Linked DNA regions of Hordeum vulgare: region 2 is linked to region 1. The links are chromatin contacts, called in public Hi-C maps. All regions are on one chromosome and are shown on one strand. The core of a region is the stretch at or near the end of the contact, and the rest is flanking DNA. Distances in the headings are between cores, read along the strand shown. Region 1 holds the start of LOC123426216 (GDSL esterase/lipase At1g09390-like). Region 2 has its middle 53 kb from the start of LOC123426224.

Evidence for each region. A called contact is a pair of places that touch in the nucleus more often than the background predicts.
Region 2: a Hi-C map of seedling shows a contact between it and region 1, with 3 times the contacts expected there. The contact joins the enhancer-like site here to the promoter of LOC123426216 in region 1. A contact is called at or near these places in 3 of 6 Hi-C or Micro-C datasets (leaf and seedling) and 1 of 1 datasets of contacts at active chromatin or transcription factors (embryo).

The regions. Positions count from the first base shown.
Region 1 is chr1H:99,430,197-99,436,525 of MorexV3_pseudomolecules_assembly, reverse strand. It overlaps LOC123426216 (GDSL esterase/lipase At1g09390-like), which reads left to right and starts at 1,460. Exons shown (of 5, transcript XM_045110007.1): 1 at 1,460-2,079; 2 at 5,985-6,170; 3 at 6,267-6,329. The coding sequence starts at 1,629.
Region 2 is chr1H:99,635,785-99,642,015 of MorexV3_pseudomolecules_assembly, reverse strand. No RefSeq gene overlaps it. Among protein-coding and RNA genes, the nearest start is that of LOC123426224, 53 kb to the left of the region's middle. Within about 2 kb of position 1,480, at least 2 of the 3 cell types and tissues checked have open chromatin away from gene starts, as enhancers often do. A contact at or near this core is called in leaf and seedling, where this site is marked.

The DNA of each region.
Region 1 (6,329 bases), core at 211-2,710:
CCTCAATGATGAAATTATAAAAATCTCCTATTCACCCCCCCCCCTCTAGTCGATATAACGCACTTTCATATACTTTATTCTTTCTCTTTAGGGAATCCCAATAACTCCTACGAAAGTAAGCAGTACACCTCACCCTGTCATGGTTCGAGCCTTTACGTGGCCACCGTCGTCGGGCTCCCACTCCTCCACCCGCCAACGACCGGTGTGGAGGGACGATGGCGACGACAATGACCCTATCTGTATCTCAAATTTGTTTTGAGGAACCAAATGTCTACTTCTTGTAAACTTGAGGGATCAAAAACATATTTATCTCTAGTGATAATATCATGTTAATAGAATACTTTTGACACGAAAGTATAACAATATTAACCCCATGTCTAAAACTAATAATAGCGGCTCAAAGGCAGATAGTTTTGCGGGTTTTCTCAGCTTGCACTTCTCCCAGCTGATCTAAATTGGAAGTCACAAAAACAAAAGGGAAACGTTTCTACCCGGCGTGCCGGCCGAACCATTAGGTCGGACGCACGCGGGCCGCGGGATCCTTTCCCATCGCACGCCTCTGGGCAGATCCACGGTGTTCCTTCAAGCCGGCGTGCCTTCCCTGTCGGATTCCGTCCGCCGGCTGTCATGGAGTCACTGGCCTTTCCTTCCCGTCGGCATGGGGGCTATCCCTTTTCATGTTTCTCCTCCGGCGAACAGGACGGCGCCTCCCGCGCCACCTTCTCAACAAATCCCCGCTCCGCCGCATCGGATGCCACCAGTGTTGGAGACGAAAAGCTATGGCAGAGACGACGATGTTGCAACCGGCGACGAGTCGAAAGTTTCAACCAGAGACGACGGGAATCGAGGTCCACCCACCACGCAACCGCGGAAGCTGCAACCGGTGATGAAAAAAAGCTTCAATCGGCTAGAAAAAAGCTTCAACCGGCGATATAAAAAGCTTCAATCCTCGACACAGAAACACAAAAAGCTGCAACCGTTGACACAAAAGATTCAATCATATATTTGAAAAACTTCAACCACAGACCGACGAAAAAAAGCATGTCGTTTTTGCTACAACCAGCAACGAAAATAGCTTCAACCGTTGTGAAAAAGCTTCAAGCGACATGGAAAAAGTTTCAACCACAATGAAAAAAGCTTCAACCGGAGTTCCGGAGGGACAAGCATGTGCACGCACGAGCGTCAACGGCGACGAGCGACGAGCGACGGGGGGAGAGGGCATGAGGGTGATGCGACGAGCGATGATGACAAGGGAGAGGATGGGATACTCGTGCGGCAGGAGGTCGGAGGCGCGCAGGACAGTGCGCTGATGCTGATCGAACGGCTATTAGAACTCAGATCAAACGGCTGCTGACCGACTGGCCGAAGCGTAAGAGCGGTGCCCAAAACAAAAGGTAAACAGGGTCACACACCAACCCTCCACATGTTTTGTGCAACGTGGTTTCTTTATGCCCAGCTTTCTCTTCGTTTGAAGCATTGTGCATTCGGGAGCTAAATAACAGTGTATATAAACAACACAGAGACACGGACTGAGAGACAGACAGACAAGAGTCGCGGATCAGAGAGCGCGGAGGGAGAAGACCGACAGCGGCAGTGGTTACTGGTTAGCTAGCTCGGGAAGGCCAGCCATGGCGAGCGGGCCGAACGGGGGAGGCAATGGAGGAGGAGGCGGCAGCGGCGGCGGGCTGATGAAGAACATGAGCCTGCTGCGGCTGCAGTACTACTGCGTGCTGGGGGCGGTGGCCGGGGCCGTCCTGTTCGCCACGGTCCGCTACATGCCGGCCGCCGGCAGCGGCGCGGCCCTCTCGACCACCTCCGCCCTCGCCACCGCGGCGGCGCCCGCCGGGGCCGGCGAGCACCGGAAGAGCAAGGGGATGGCGCAGGCGCCCACGAAGGCGGCGGCGAAGGTGGCGACGAAGCCGAAGGAGGTGGTGGTGTTCAACTTCGGCGACTCCAACTCGGACACGGGTGGGGTGGCGGCGATAATGGGGATCCGCATCGCGCCGCCGGAGGGGCGCGCCTTCTTCCACCACCCCACCGGCAGGCTCTCCGACGGCCGCGTCGTCCTCGACTTCATCTGTGAGTGCCTCCCCGTTCCCCTCCCCCTCCCTCTCCTTCCGCCATTAGTTAATTATATTAACCAGAGTGAAGCAGTAGGAATCAATTAGAGTAATCAAGTGTCGTTACTCCATCGAATGTCTTGTCGGAGTGCGTAATTTAGCCCTTGTCGGAGTAGCTGCGTTGGGAATCGATTGCGGGGAGGTGGAGAGCGCATTTCTCCATCTGTTCCCTTTGTTTAATGTTTTGCTGAGAGCTGTTGGAGCTGCGATGGTAATAAGCTGAAAAGGAGAAACATGAACCCAATCCAATGTTGTGTACATACTGTCGGAGTAGTAGTACAGCACAACAGTCCGTGCCAAAGTTTAGCCGGCCAAACCGTGACCTGCATCGATCCAGCTAGCACGCCACCGAATTTCTTCGACCCAAAGGGTCACCGAATCAACTCGGTCTGGCGGATTCCGATGGTTTTTGACACAATCGACTTGACGCCAAAACCACGGCGAGAAGACGCGTCTCTCCGCCGGACGCTCTTGTCCCGTTTCCATGAAAAGGCCGGTGTCATGGGCCATGGCCATCGCGGGGAGGTAGATCCAGCCCCGAATTGATCGCCGGCCAACGCGTGACGGCAGTCGACGCCAAACTCCGCACGCCTGTCCGTTCGCTCTTTTCGCTTGAAGCTTCGTGGCCACATATGATATATGATGCGCACTGACCGACGTCTGGCCGGAACGAAATAAAAGCGAGCCGCTTTGTGTGGGAAAATACGGGATCTCATGCCAGGTTTTGAAGCATCCTCGTGCGGCCTTTCGCTGTCAAATGCCAATCCAACAACCCCGCACTGATGTAGTACTATGTAAATCAACTACTCCACTCTCTAGGAAAGAAATGAAAATAAACAAGATTGTAGGAGGAGTGGATCAGTTAAGCGGAAGGGTGGCACGCGTATCCATCCGTCCAGCCAGCCAACCAGTGGTTGGCGAGGGCGCCGCGCTGGCCGCTGCATCCGATCGCACGACGCCGACAGCTCGTCTGCCTGGCCCAGCCCAGCCCGGCCATCTTCGTCGCGTCACGCACACGCGCGCACCTGAGCTTAATTATCGTAGGCCCTAAGCATCATCATGCCGCACTTGACGCCAGGGAATGAGTGAGTGACCACAGTAGTACGTTTGCAGATAGAGCCTATCCAGAGCAAGAATCGTGTTGCCGATTATGGATTGACGCGTCGACGAGGGCGAGGGCGAGGGCGAGTCCGATTTCGGCAAACGGCGATCTCTCGTCGTAGCTCGTAGATGACGTGACATAGCTGGAACCTTGACGACGAGGTGGCTGAAGTGCACTCGAGCGAGAGGTGGGTGGCACGTAGCGTAGCGACTTGGTTGGGAGCGCCTGGCGTGCAAAGGGAGGGAGGGAGGAGCGACGTAGGGCTGCAGGAGCAACTCTTCACCCACTCCTGACTGACTCCTCTTTTGTTTATTTTACAACACCCAAAAAGTCACATGCCGCGCCTAGCGTCACATGGCTCGACCCAACGACCGGCGGCTACCTCCTCTCTCTGCCCATCTTTTAGCCGCCCCTTTTTGGTCGTTCCCTGCACATGGCAATTTCGTAGTACGGAGTACGTTCCTAAATATAAGACTTTTTAGAGATTGTACTATAAACTACATACGGATATAAACTACATACGGATGCACATAGACATATTTTAGAGTATAGATTCACTCATTTTACTCTGTATGTAGTCTTCTAGTGAAATACTAAAAGGTCTTATATTTTGGAGCGGAGGGAGTAGGTTGTAGTAATTTCCTACTGGTACTACCCGTGGCGCTTTGATCCCGTGGTGCTCAGACGGACCGACATCCCTCCCTTTGAGCGAGTGGATGCTTGGGCCCACCCCCGCACAAGGAAGAAGGAAGGGAAGTCGACTTGAGTTGCACCTTCTTCCGTTCTAGTTTTTCGAGCCAAAATCAATGTCCCGGCCGGCCGGCCGGTCCCGACCCATATGATCGTATCGTATCGTATCCATCGGAATCGGAGCGATCCCCACAAGAATTCCCCAGTGGCACTGTTGTGGCCGTGGGTTGGACGAACAAAGAAAGAGGTCGAGCCTTTCCAGCCAGGCCTCCCGCATTGATGTCGCGCCATCCTCCCTCACCCACCGAAACGGACGAGAGGACAAAGGTTTCTCCTCCTCCTCCTCTTCAGTTTCCGTTGGAGCCTTCTCTTTCAATCCTCCCCCCACCCTCTTGGAACACGGTGTTGTCCGGCTACGGTAAGACGGGCGCCCTGGCGGCGGCACGGCGGGTGTTTGCCTGAATGCCGGACCGGGACTTGGTGTCTTGTGCCATGGTCGACGTGCTCGTGCGTGCAGGGTGGTTCGACGAGGCACTACGGGTGTTTGATCGGGTGATGGGGGGAGGGTCTCGAGACGGACGTGCTGGTGCTGGTGTGCGTGTTCAAGGCGTGCGCTCATCTCCGTGCCTCTGAGAGAGACCGCGCTGGTGGACATGTACTGCGAGTGTGGGTGCATGGAGAAGGGGTTGCGATGAGCTGACGTTGTTCTGTTCGTTGCCGTGACGTTGTGCTGTGGAATTCGATGAGCTGAGGGCTTGCCATGAATGGCCATGGTGAGCATGCATGTGCTTGAGGTGTTCCTCGGACACGGTTTTGTGCCAAACCAGTCAACGTTCGTTGCTGCTTTGTGCGCGTGCACCCACACGGGTCGTGTGGACCAAGGGAGGAAAATTTTCCGGTCGATGCAGCACCGCGGGATCGAGCCACAAAAGAGAGCAATATGGGTGCCTAGCCGATCTCCTTAGGCGTGAACGACACGTTGAGGAGGCTGAGGCCGTGTCGTTGGATATGCCAATGAGGCCACATGCGTCGCAATGGGGTGCGCTCATGTCGTCATGCCGGATGCATAATGATATTACTGTTTTGGCGAACATGTCAGGGAAGCGGCTCATTGAGCTAGGGCCACAACATGGTGGATGTTATTCTGTTCAGTTCAACTTGTACGCAGTCAATGGTCGAAGGGATAATGCGAGAGCCATTCGGCATCGTGATGGTTGAGAAGGGAGCCGTGAAAGAGGTGGGTTTGAGCTTCATGGAGTGAAATGATTGGTTCCATGAGTTACACCATGGACAAGGCAGATGTATCCACTGTCGGAACATACTAATACTGGTGTAAGTGCTTGTGAGTGTGCAAGAGCAAGACAAGGGGATCTGCTTCGGTGTCGACGGTAGTAGCTTCTATGTCAACTGGTGAGGCTATCTGTGGCAGTTTCATCTTCTCTGGTGGCAAGAACACAAGCTAGCCACGGGAACCCCATCACACTTTTTCTGCACATGTTAGTGTTTATTCTTCTGCTCCACTTGCTCCCTGCAGGGACTGCTGGTGCTGTTCAAGTGCAACTTAGTCTTGCCATAAAAAAAACGATGGAGAAAGAAACATTGCACCTGTAAAATGCCAAAAGCACGACAGAGTTAAGAAGGATTAGACATAAGAGTACCACTCACGGCAAATATGCCTTGCAGTTTACTACTCCTGTACTATGCGAGTCAACACTATCGTGTGGACTCGATCAAATGCCTCTCATCTTTGAGCTCAACAGCTCGCCTGCATTGTTGTATGTGGATGGAGAACCTTTTTCATAGAGCACAAGTGGGGAGTTTTGGAACCTGATCCAATATTGCAAACAACACATGTCCTGCCCCATATGTGTGTCCTTTACTACCCCCTCTGTAACTTAATGTAAGGCATTTTTATTTGAACTGGAAAAACGTCTTACATTAGGTAGTACTTTATATATATTTTTTCATTGAAGTGTGGAACATTTGCAGAAAAAAAACTCAAAATTTTCAGTTTTCGATGCTTGACTTGGCTGACAGTTTAACGGTTTGCTCTTCCATCTTCTCTTCTTCAGGTGAGACCTTGAACACGCACCACCTGAGCCCCTACATGAAGCCGCTGGGTTCTGACTACAGCAACGGCGTGAACTTCGCCATCGCCGGAGCGACTGCGACGCCAGGGGACACGCCGTTCTCACTGGACGTGCAGATCGATCAGTTCGTCTTCTACAGGGACAGATGCAACGAGTCCATCACAAGAGGTTTGCTCCGTCTCTGATCCGACGAAGGTTTCCGGCTTCTTTTAGGCACTGTCAACTGAAAAACTTATTGGTTATTTCCTGGTAAATGTCATTCAGATGAGCCGGCCCCACTCAACATGCTCGATTTCGAAAGAGCTCTGTACACTATGGACATTGGGC
Region 2 (6,231 bases), core at 231-2,730, 210 kb before region 1:
CACCCACCTTCCTCCAAAAACCTGGTATATTGACGTGCCATCCCATTGTCCCGCCGTGAGCCTACCGTCTCGTCGCGGTCTTGAATCCATCACCTGTCGAGCTTGCGTGCACTGTGGGCAACCGGCCTCGTAAGAGATTTATTTCATGCACAATAGTTACATATGACGCCGTCCATTTTGTTTTAACTGATTTACAAGCCAGGAGCCGTACCCCGACCAACCCAGCACACCGACGACCCCACCGCGCGCCTCGCCGTGCCCGTAACCCCCTCAAGTCGTCGCAAACTTACGTTTTCACTGCAAGCACCATCATGTTTCATTTGAAAGTTCCCCTTAGGAAAATTATCGTATGACGACCAAGATTCATTGTCACTCCTATAATCATCTTCATCACCGTTATCATAATGTGTACAACCGACAGTATCGCTAGCATACCACTTACTCGTGTGGAAGAACGCATCCGTAAATCCTGTTTGTTCCTCAATTCAATACTCAATAAGAACATTGTATAATATAAAATATAATTATTTCTCAGTCCAAAATAAATCTAGATGTTACAAGGTTGTCAGAATCGTGATTCTGAATCGGATCGGAGCTCCGTTGGTAGGATCGTGAATCATAGAATCATAACTATCAGGATCGTAGAATCTTAGATTCGATTAGCAAAATCGTAGAATTGGAGGGGCTGGTTTGGATCGTAAAGTCGTAAGATTCTAAGACTTGAGTCGCGATTCTGACAACTTTATGTACAAGGACTCATACTCGGTGAAGACAAACCTAGGGTTTGGCGGGTGCCGATGTCGCCGGTCTAGGCCGTGAGGTACGTGTCTCATGCCTGTTTGAGGACAGCGACGACGAGGACGGAGGCCAGATGACGGCATGATGCGGATGACGACAACTTCGATGAAGCGGACGAAACCAAGATGAAGGGCGACGTTGAGAGGAAAATTGCAACCAACGGCGGTGACGGTCCTGCGAGAGGAGGGGGGAGGGCTCATTTCTCCTGTCACCTAATCATCTGCTCGACCAACGGCTTAATCATCGGTTCGGCCGTTAGTGATGCGGGGCGACGCGTGTATACGGCCCGAAGCGGCGCAGGCATGCGCTAGCTATCATATGACCATAATGTCCTTATACATTAAGGGGTTGTACCGAAGCAAGCCTCCAGGCCAACATTCTAGCTCTTCTGTTGAGGGTTGGTGACATACTTGTTCCTTTATCAGCACTGCAATCATTTCCTTTTTTTTCTCGGAGTTGCCGTATCAAAGGATGAAGCCCATACCACACCGATAAGCCGTCGACAAACGAGACACACATTTTATATCCTAGACTCCCGCACTCCAGGAAATCGTTAAACATGGCTCCTTCCCAATTTTGCTCTTCAGATGGTGTATCACGGCTCACGGGTTAGCTCCGTTGCACTGCACCTGCACGGACGTTGCGTACGTTGAAGGTCATTCATCGACAATTGTCTCCCCTCGCCCTCGTCCTCCACACCGGACGTACGTACTCTGTGGCCTCTGCCGCGGTTGCACGCTACCGACCTGTCGGTGCGCCGTCGCGGTTGCCGCCGCAGCTTCGGAAAGGGAGTACATCCCACCAAACACGAACGACCTCACTTGGCCTTCTTGACCACCACCGCCGATCCACCAGACAACGGCGTTCTTCCATACGTCAATGACAAGTGACGACAACGACTAAAGCGCGCCCTTTGTGTGCGTTCCACCTCTCGCTGAACCGACGATGTCACTCGCTCCGCGGTGGTCACTGCATTGCGCTGGTACAAAGCAAAGCAATGGGCGCCTCTGCATCATAATTCCCCTGTCAGCTCTTTCAACTGAAATGATCGCACTCCCGTCGCCTCCGAATCATAATTCTCCTATCACCTAGATCCTTTTCATTATGGTCTATTACTCAACCTCCAGAGAAAGAAAAAAAAGAATCATTAAGTCCAACCTCAATTTTTATTTATTTCAATGCCAATCATAGTGCACAAGCTAAGAGCATCTCTATCAGACCCTGTAAAAACTGATCCGTAAAAACGCATATAAGGGACACTATAAATCATTTTTATGGTATGAAATTGTTCCGGACAAAATACATCCCGTAAATAAAACTGTATCCAGCTAGAGCCTATTTTTTTTTTCTTTTCTCCTCCCGTTCCCGACGAGTACTTTTCGGCCACAGCGTGCCTCGCCCTGCCACCCCCGCTCGCCCCGCGCCGCCCGCCTCGTCCTAGCGCTGCCCATTCCCGGCCACACATGCAGTGGAGGAGGTCTGTGCCACCCACCCCCGATTGAGCTCAGCACTGTCCGTCCCCGATTGAGCTCGACACTGTCCGCCGCCGCGCGTACGTTCCCCGTCGTGGCCGCGCGAGGTCCCCCACCCCGCCCCGCTCTTCTCCGGTGCCGTCCCGCCTTGATTCAGGCTGCCGGTGGCCCGCTCCATCCTGCCGATGGACGACCTCGCCTCAACAGTGCAGGTTGAGCTGGTCGCAAATTGGACCGGCGGCGATAAATTCCGGCGTGCGGCGGCTTCTTTCGACATGCGGCGACGGATTTCGGTGAGTTCCAGATAGATTCTGGCCAGTTCCACGGCGGCGCGTTTGCTCCGACGAGGTTTGAGCAGTTTACGGGTTGAACTGTACACTTCCTTCAAAACTGCACATATAAGGTTTTTGCGGATGGATTTACCGTGGCTCTTAAAAAGTTTACGGATCGAACAAGTTTTACGGGGTCTGCTCTGTGCCGTTTTTCCGACCGAAACTGTAAACCCGTCATTTTTACGGGTTTGACCATTATACGCGGTCTGCTGGAGATTCTCATCTCTAGCACACCCCATAAAAGAGCGACCCGTAAAATGCGTTTACAGGTCGTTGCGTAGCAATTTTGCGGGGCCATTTCATCCGCCAAAGATCAGACCCCATATATGAAACTGTAAAATTAGAAAAACGTTCGTGGGTGAAACTACATCATGATTCTTCATCTAACTACATCATGGTTCTTCATCAAACTATGCATAGGAACACATGTTTGATGTTTCTCCCCTCTCTATCCTTGTTGTGATGAATTGAACCTTTGATGTTTCTTCCCTCTTCATCCTTGTTGTGATGAATTGAATCTTTTCCCTTTGAAGTTTTGTTATTGTCGGATTGAATATTCAGATTTAGGAACACATAATGTATGTCTTGCATAATGAACACTCGAGGTGACAATGGGGTATCATATTGATTCACTTAATGTACGTTATGGCACTCAACTTGCGAATTCCCGTGGTGACATTGGGGTAATCTATGCATAGGGGTTGATGCACGTTTTCATTATCTTTTCGCGGATAGAAACTTTGGGGACTCCTTGTAGTTCTTTGTGTAGATTGAATATTATGATTATGAAGTTGTTTGATGCATATCGTAGAATCAACTCACGGATACTTGTGGTGGCATTGGAGTATCTAGGTGACATTAGAGTTGGTTGATGTGGGTCATATGGTGCTATTTTAGTACAAACTCTAGGGTTGTTTGTGGCACTTATAGGAATAGCCCAATAGATCGACCAGAAAGAACAACTTCGGGGTGGTTTTGCACCCTACAAACAATTTCTATCTTTTGTTCTATGCTAATAGGAACTTGGGAGTAATTCTTTATTGCACTTTGAGGGATAATCATATGACCCAACTATGTTAGCATTGTTGAGAGATTGCACTAGTGTAAGTATGTATCCTAGGCCTCATTTTCTATCATTGCAATACCATTTGTGCTCCGTTTTATTATTTACTACCTTGTTGTTTTTTATTGTTCGCACAACAAAAACTCATATCTACTATCAATACTACACTTTTATCATCATCTCTTCGCTGAACTAGTGTACCGATATAATTTACCATTGTATTGGGTGTGTTGGGGACACAAGAGATTTCTTGTATTTGATTGCATGCTTGCTTGAGAGAGACTATCTTCATCCTACGCCTCCCACAGATTGATAAACCTTAGGTCACCCGCTTGAGGGAAAATTGCTACTGTCGTACAAAACTCTGCGCTTGGAGGCCCAACACATGTCTACAAGAACAAGTTGTGTAGTAGACATAATGCAACATCCGAGATGCTGAGTATTTCGATCATGTATTTCAAGACAGGGAAACTAAGCCCTTTAGCAGTTGTATCTTACAGACGTTCTTGTAGCTCATAGGCAGTTCTTGTACGCATATACGGTAAGAACCTTGAGGGGCATGCTTTCTTCATTTTACAACTTCAAGCTTTACAAGCCGAGTTGTAACAAGAGAAACAAAAAAGATACGATGCAAAAAAGGTAAATAAAGGAGCACATAAAAATACAACGGATATTATCATCGGTTTTATGAGCCCGACCGCTTCTTGCCGCACGTCTATGTCTCCATGTTGTTGACCAGCTTATCCCCGTTCATGGTGAAGACTGAGATGGGCTATATGCAACCTTGGCCTTGCGAGTGCTTAACATGCTCGCTCGCCCAGTCCTTTTAAGAGGTCCGTAGATGTCAACTTGTGTGGTTGAAGCCACGTGGGTATACTATCCTGGCTAGCTCTTTGACGCGAGCTTGCAGATATGGAAGCTTGAGTCTTAGTCGCTCAACGGTCTAGCCGATCCGGTGTTTCCATAAATTTTGGCTCCTCGGCGGCCTGAGGGATTTTTAGTGCGAAATTGTGCACCCTAGGACATAGTGCCCCTTCCAAGGGGAGCGCGCGAGGAGCCCGCATCCCTATTTAGGGTGTGAGGTTATGTATCCGAGGTCCACTAACGTGGCCCACATACGCTTTGAAGAGCTAGAAGTGCGTTTACCGCCACGGGCTGCGTCCTCGGATGCCCGCACCTTGGCTACGAAGGTCTGGTCTTCTCCTCAGTATGAAGGCAGTGTTCCATGTTACCATTAATTGTGTTAACACCATTGGTTCCCGACATTTTGAGGTTGGGGTAAGCATAGTGCGGGACTGCGTTGAAGCGAGCGAATGTTCTGCGCCCTACGAGCACATGGTATCCACTTTGAAAGGGGAAAATGTCAAAGAGTAACTTCTCGCTTGTGAAGTTCTCGGGTGATCCGTAGACGACCTCAAGTGACACGGTTCGAGTGCAACGAGCCTCAACACCTAGTATGACACCTTTAAAGGTAGTGCTACTCGGCTTGATCCGATCGATGCCCATCTTCCTAACCGTCTCCTCATAGATTAAGTTGAGGTTGCTTCCTTCATCCATAAGTACGCGCGTCAGATGCAAACCATCGAAAATTGGGTCCAAGACAAGTGTATCTGATCTATTATGCCTCATGCTGGTCGGGTGGTCATGTTTGTTGAATGTGACAGGGTAAGCCGACAACGGGTTGAACTTTGGGGCGACTGGCTCTAATGCATAGATGTCCTGAAGTACGCTCTTCCTCTCCCTCTTGGGTATTTGGGTAACATAGACCATATTCACCTGTGTTACCTCATTAGGAAACTTATTTTGGCCTCCGTTCTTTGGCCGCCTAGGTTCATCCTTGTCTTCACTACAATTTTGGGTTTTACTTTGACCCTCCATCGTTACCTTGCAAGCTTATTGACGACCCAAGAATTCATGTTAGTGTCGGTTGCTTGTTTTTCGTGAGTGCCATGGATTTGGCATGGTCAATCCAGGATCATGTCTACCTGGCTAGGTCCATTCTTATTCCCTTTGGGTTTCCTTTTCTGTTCGGATCTAGGTCCAATGAACCTTGCATTGAATGTCGTGTCCTTTGTGTCGCTCCTACCATTTTTATGCCTTGCTTGTTTTTATTGCATCAAGGCTTTCCATTAGCGGCGTGCATCTCTGAAGTGTGTGCGTCACCATTGTGAGTGCTTTGCGCGAGCCAGCTGTCTTCCCCTGCGCAAAAGCGGACCATGAGCAAAGTGAGGGCTGCCATGTTCCTCAGCTTATCATGGCCGAGCTGGCGGGCAAGCATTCATCGTGGATGTTATTTTTGAATGCAGCAATGGCTTCGGTGTCGGGGCTTTCTATGATGTAGTTCTCTTTAATAAGGAACATGTTCCAGAACTTTTGATCAGATTTGCCTGGCTGCTAGGTAACACAACTAAGGTCGTCAGTGTCCCGAGGTCGGATGTAAGTGCCTTGGAAATTTTCCCCAAAGGCATCTTCAAGGTCTTCCCAGTTACCAATAATTGAGGAGGCTGGCTGTTAAGCCAATGCATAACCAGTCCCTTTACCTTGAGCGGAAAATATTTGATGGCGT